2 separate regions of the Anser cygnoides genome follow, and region 1 is linked to region 2. A link is a contact called in public Hi-C data. All regions are on one chromosome and are shown on one strand. Each heading gives the region's core, a stretch centred on a gene start, on an enhancer-like site or on the middle of the called end of the contact. The rest is flanking DNA. Distances are from core to core; before and after follow the strand shown.

Region 1 (2,700 bases), core at 134-2,633, 240 kb after region 2:
GCTTCCAGAAGCCATACCAGCAAACCTGTTATGTAATCTTGCCAAGATGTAACTTGAGTTCCTGGCTGAACCTCTCAGTTTTCAGCAACTATCTGGAGCTAGCTGATGATTACTTCGCCTTCTATTCCTGCTCACTCTCCAGGTGAATTTAATGGGCACAGAGTGCCTGCAGTCACACTGCCATACACAGGGAGCATAAAAGCCGTGACCATGCACACCAGCAGCCACAGCTGCGTGGGAAGACAAGGTCTGAGGACAAAAGTTGGTTGAGTGTCACCCATAAAGTGATGGTGGGATCTAGAGCAGTAATGTCATACCACACATGGGGCTCAAGAGCAAAACCACTTCAGTTGCATTAGAGGGCACGGCAGCTTTGTCATCCCAAACCGGAGTGCCAGCACAGATGAAAGAATCCTAAAACCACTCTTTGGCACTGAAGTAGTGACAGTAAAGTGGCTGGCTTTAAAGCGTGATTTAAATGAATCCCGAGTCCCTCAAAAAAAAGATGAGGGAGCTGAGGTTTGGTGTCCCCAACACCCTGGTGGGCATGCCGCTGCTCTTACTGCTGCCAGGCCCCGGACAACCACTGCCCAGAGCCCTCAGCCATCCCCACTGCCGAGGACAAGGCCACCCTCGCACCACGACCCTCCAGAGAAAACCACAGCCCCGCGCCATCACCAGGCTCTCCAGGCAGCTCCTGTTTCGGCTGAGGCCAACCCCGAAGATCACTTGCTCCATGACCCAGCCGGAGCGTTGCAAAACCCACGGAGGCCCCGAGTGTTTTGCAAGCGCCATGTGACACACACATGACTCGCAGCCGGAGCGGGGCAGGGCGGACCTCCGCCTGCCCAGCCTGCCAGCGGGCCGGGGCGCGCAGCCCCCGCGGAGAGGGGCTGTTTCTCCCGGCTGCCCCCCCCCGCCGCTCCCCCCAGGCGGGGCTCACCGGGGGGGCAGCCCCGGGGCAGGGCGAGGCGCCCACACCCTTCGGGTCCCCCCCAGGAGGGCGGCACCGGGGGGGGCACCCGGGGGCTCTCCCCACCGCCAAGGCCCGGGGGGCCTCCCCCCGGCTCCGCTGTGCCCCCCAGCCCCCCGGCCCCGTCGCCCTTACCCCCCCCGCCCCGCACTCACTACTCGGGGTTCATGCTGGACATGTCCGTGGGGCCCGCGGCCCGAGGGACGGCGTAGGGCGCTGCGAGGGGAGGGCGCTGGCGGCCTGGCACCTGCCGCCGCCCAGGCGGGCGCTCCGCGGATGCAGGGGGTGCGAGGGCTGCCGCCTGCGCCCGGCTCGGCTCGGCCCGGCCTGCCCCCTCCGCCCGGCCCCGCTCCGCTCCGCGGCCTCCGCGCTCGCTCCTCAGCCCAAAATGGCCGCCGCTGCCCGACCAGGAAACGGGGCGGCCGCTCGACCAGCAGCGCTTACATGGCCGGGGGGAGGCGGCGGGGCATGCCGGGAAACCGAGTCCGCGCCACGCCCGCCGCCCCGCGCCCGCGGCCGGCCGCGCCCCGCTCTGCGGGACTCGCTCTCCCGGCGGCCCCCGCGGCGGCGGCGGCGCATGCGCGTCGGCCGGCCTTTCTTCCCTCGGCCCCGTCGGCTCGGCGCGGCAGTGGGCGCAGCGGATTGGCCGGGGAGGGGCCGGCCGGGGGTGACGTCAGCGGGCAGACGTGGCAGCCCGGGCGAGTCGCGGGGCGGGCGGAGGGGGCGGGGCTTAAGCGCCGAGGGGCGGGGCCAGCGCCCTCCCCACCCGGCCGGGCCCGGGCACGGCCGCGGCCTGGGCCTGGGGACTCGGCTCTGAGGGGCGCGGAGCCCGCAAGGCCTCGCTGCCGGCCCGGCTGTGCCGTGCCTGGCGGGGCCAGCTGCCTGCACGCCGAAATAAATTAAAAAAAAAAATGACATCACCTCACGAAATCACCTCATGAAATCACCTCATGAAATCATACTCTGCGCCCCCCCCAGTAATAAGGATCAGTCCCTTTCCACACAACAACCATTACATCTGTTATCTAAAGCGGTTTCCAAGCATTATTCAGTCACATACCGTCCTTCGGGTGCATTAAACACTACTACACTCGTTTTCCTCCTAGGAAGCAAAGGGATGGCGACCCTGTCATACTCCTGATACCTCCAAGCAAAAGTCTCATTAAACCTAGAAGAACTCAGAATTTAGGAGCTTAGTTTTCTAGTTTTCACTTAAATTCCTACTAACCATCAAGTTGTGTCACTGGTATTTTCGGTTGCTTACGCTTTCAAGTGTATTCCTAACAAAGTCCTGCCCTTTCAAACGCCATCAGAAGGAGCACGTCACTGAAATACTGTACGTCGTCGTTCTAGAATCGTACACAGGGGACTGCTAAACCTTACACGTCTTAACAGCTCCTGGTAATCAGCTCAGGAATTTAAATCCCCACTAAACACATATTATCTGATGTTATTTCATTACAAAGGGCATAGTGTAACATATTGACCAAAGTTTATCTTCCAGCCGGCTCAAAGGATGGGAGAAAGAGTCCGCAAGAAGACTACCACGTCACCGAAACATCCTAGGCAGGCAAAGAAGTGTGTGTAGTGCTTATGTCATCTTCACGTGGCAAGCTGAAAAGTGTTACTGCAGCAATCCAGATATTAATCTGTTCACAAACTGACTTCCACCAAGCTGCAAGTCACCAGCCATGCAAGTACAAGGGGTTACCAAAATAACCGATGTG
Region 2 (2,700 bases), core at 27-2,526:
GAAACGGGAGAAAGGGAAATATAAACAACCCTTCAAGCAGCTTTTCAGATCCTCTGCTTATCAGAGAGCCTGTGTGCCGAAGCTCGACCTCTTCAGATTAATCAGAGTGGATGATGTACAGCTCCTGAGCTGCAAGTGTGCATCAAGACAAAGAAAACCCTGCATCACTGTCATGTTGAGAGCACTTCTTGGGCAATGAATGAATAGTCATCCTCTTGGAAAAAACGTAGCTACGGCCATAAAGACTTCAGACTCCCTGTTCACTAAGATAAATTAGGGTACTGTTGGCTAAATTAAGTTCAGACAGTTGGGTAACAACTTGCAGTATAAACTTATCTGTCTGGAAAGGCTTTTTTATGTTCATAGCATAGTTTTTAAGGATGTTCAGCTGAATAACAGACCAAAACAGACCATTAAAAGTATCTCATAATTGCTGTAATTCAGAACAGGCTGGCTAAGGGGATCTTACAACAGAAAATAGCTTGGGAGGAAGAACTGGTGTAGCATTTCTGTTCATATGCCACAGTCTTTTAAAAGTTATTTTCCATCTTGTACACGTAAGTTTTGTCTACCATACTTCCTCTCAGAGCCTGGCTGAAAAATCAGTACACCACCGCTAGATAATAATAGCATGACTGAAATGGGAAGTAAGTTTTATGTGGTCTAGTGAGGTAACTATTAAACTTCATTTTACCTGCATGGAAGACACAAGATTTGATACTCTCCAGCTGAGGGAGAATAAATGGATGAGCCTTCCAGCCAAAGAAGGGAGACAGCTTCACATTTCTACACTTAACTTGCCTGTGGTTTATAACTCTCTTGCATCAAGCAATAAAAGACACCACTTGATTGCATAACTAAATAGCATCCTTGCTGCCTTGTAACTCTTGGTTTAGGACCATTGTTTCCATTATAAAATATCCGCAGAAATAAATGCGGATAAATAAGAATGAAACACTTTTTTTTTTTTCCCCAACCTCTAAGAAATTTATGGCGCTGTGTTAAAATGAACTTCTTTTTAAGAGGAGAATGGGGAGAAGAAACACGCTGGGATCGTGAGAAGTGAAGCTGGTGTTCTATGCTAGCTTTGCTTCTCCTCTTGGCTCGGTTGTTGTGCCTGCAGCGCTTCTCCCATTGCTTGGCGAAGGTGCTCTGTTTGCTAAGCACAGCCTGCACATTGGAGAAATAAATGTTGCTATGTGGAAGACCAAGTGGTTTTTAATTTAAGCAGTTGCAGTCCGTAAACTGTTCCAAATTAAAAAACTGCCCCTATGTAACTGGGAACTTAGTGGTTTGGTTGTTTATGTGTGCTTAGTTAACTGTTCATGTCTGTTTCTTAGTGCTTGAGCCCAGAAGACCTCGAGACCCTCTGAAGTTGGTGGGTTTGGATCCTTTGGTGATTTGTAGCCGTTAAAGTGGTGGAGCTAAAAAAATGGATTTTAACTGTGTGGTCCTGTAGGTTAGCTCTTAAAAAGGTGATGAAGTTACGGAAGTATACAGTGAGTTAGTTACACAGCGGCGAATGTGTTGATGAAAATATTGTTTGGGTATTACAAAACACAGCAAAGGGAGTTTCTCACTAAATGTCTACATAATATTGAAATGGCCGTAAATTCTTGTAAGAGGCCCTCTCAGAACAGTGGGTGTGTAATATCAAATAAGATCTCTCTGGTTAATCAGTTTCTTTTCTTGGCTTCTGGCCCCTGATCTTTGATCTGCCTTTTTTTTTTTTTTTTGAGAGAGCCTTCACCGAACTTCTGCATTCTGGAGGCTGGTCATGCCTCTATCATTTCAGTCCATCTGTAAATTATACTTTTAGCATTCCTTCAAATGCCCATTTCTGTCTCCTTTCTTATGTTCTTCTGCCAGATAAATGTGGAATATCTCATTTTTCTGACTAATGTACTGCAACTTTTACACTGTTTTTATTTATTCTTAGGTCTCCTGGTTGTGCGTTCAGTAGACACAAACAGCCCAGAGCCTGAGAGTTTCTTCCTCTGTATCCTCTTTTCCCCTGTAGCAGGAGAAGGGGGCTGAAGGGATGCTCCACTTCTCACCCTCCCCCTTCAGGGGACAGCAGGCTGCCCTGGACTTCGAGCAAGAGCCAGGTGGGGTAAAGGAGGGGTTGTGCTGAGAAATGGGGCTGCCTCCTCCAGTGGAGAGAGGGGAGGCAGGAGGCACAAAGCGCCGCTCTGCTCCATAGCTTACGGCATGGGGGTCGCTCACTGGATGAGCTGTCGTGTGCTGATGTGTGACTGGCACCACAGACAGAAGCAAGACATCTTTTTTTTTTTTTTACCCCCTGTGCACAGAGTTCCCTGAAACTTCACCCAGGGAAGCATTATAGTAGTTCAGTGGTGAAAGCTTCAATTCACATGGACCTTTTATGTAGTGTAGCCCAAAAATATTGTCTTTATGGCAAGCTTCAGCACCTCTTTTTTTCACAGCTCTGAAGAGCAACAGTGACCCGTCTCTGCTGAGTTCATGTGCAGACAGCTGGGGTGGATTTAGCGTGGCCAAGTAGAGTCCAGGATAGTGTTGCTGAAGGAATGCAGTGATTCTGTAGTCTTGTGATGAAGAATAAGAGGAAAAACAAATTTTATAAACCGAGAACTTTGGCCTTTCAGCTCAGAGGGCTGATCTTGTCCCCCTGTTCGTACAGCCCAGGAGATATATTCTAATCCTGTGGCTGTAATTCTC

What was found. A called contact is a pair of places that touch in the nucleus more often than the background predicts.
Region 1: a contact with region 2 is called in a Hi-C map of liver, with 5 times the contacts expected there. The contact joins the promoter of RAB1A here to the enhancer-like site in region 2. A contact is called at or near these places in 2 of 7 Hi-C or Micro-C datasets (both in liver).

What each region holds. Positions count from the first base shown.
Region 1 is chr3:847,527-850,226 of Taihu_goose_T2T_genome, forward strand. It overlaps RAB1A (RAB1A, member RAS oncogene family), which reads right to left and starts at 1,384. Exons shown (of 6, transcript XM_048060753.2): 1 at 1,129-1,384. The coding sequence starts at 1,151.
Region 2 is chr3:606,330-609,029 of Taihu_goose_T2T_genome, forward strand. The region is part of intron 3 of AFTPH (aftiphilin); the gene reads left to right. Among named protein-coding and RNA genes, the nearest start is that of AFTPH, 19 kb to the left of the region's middle. Within about 2 kb of position 1,277, at least 1 of the 3 cell types and tissues checked has open chromatin away from gene starts, as enhancers often do. A contact at or near this core is called in liver, where this site is marked.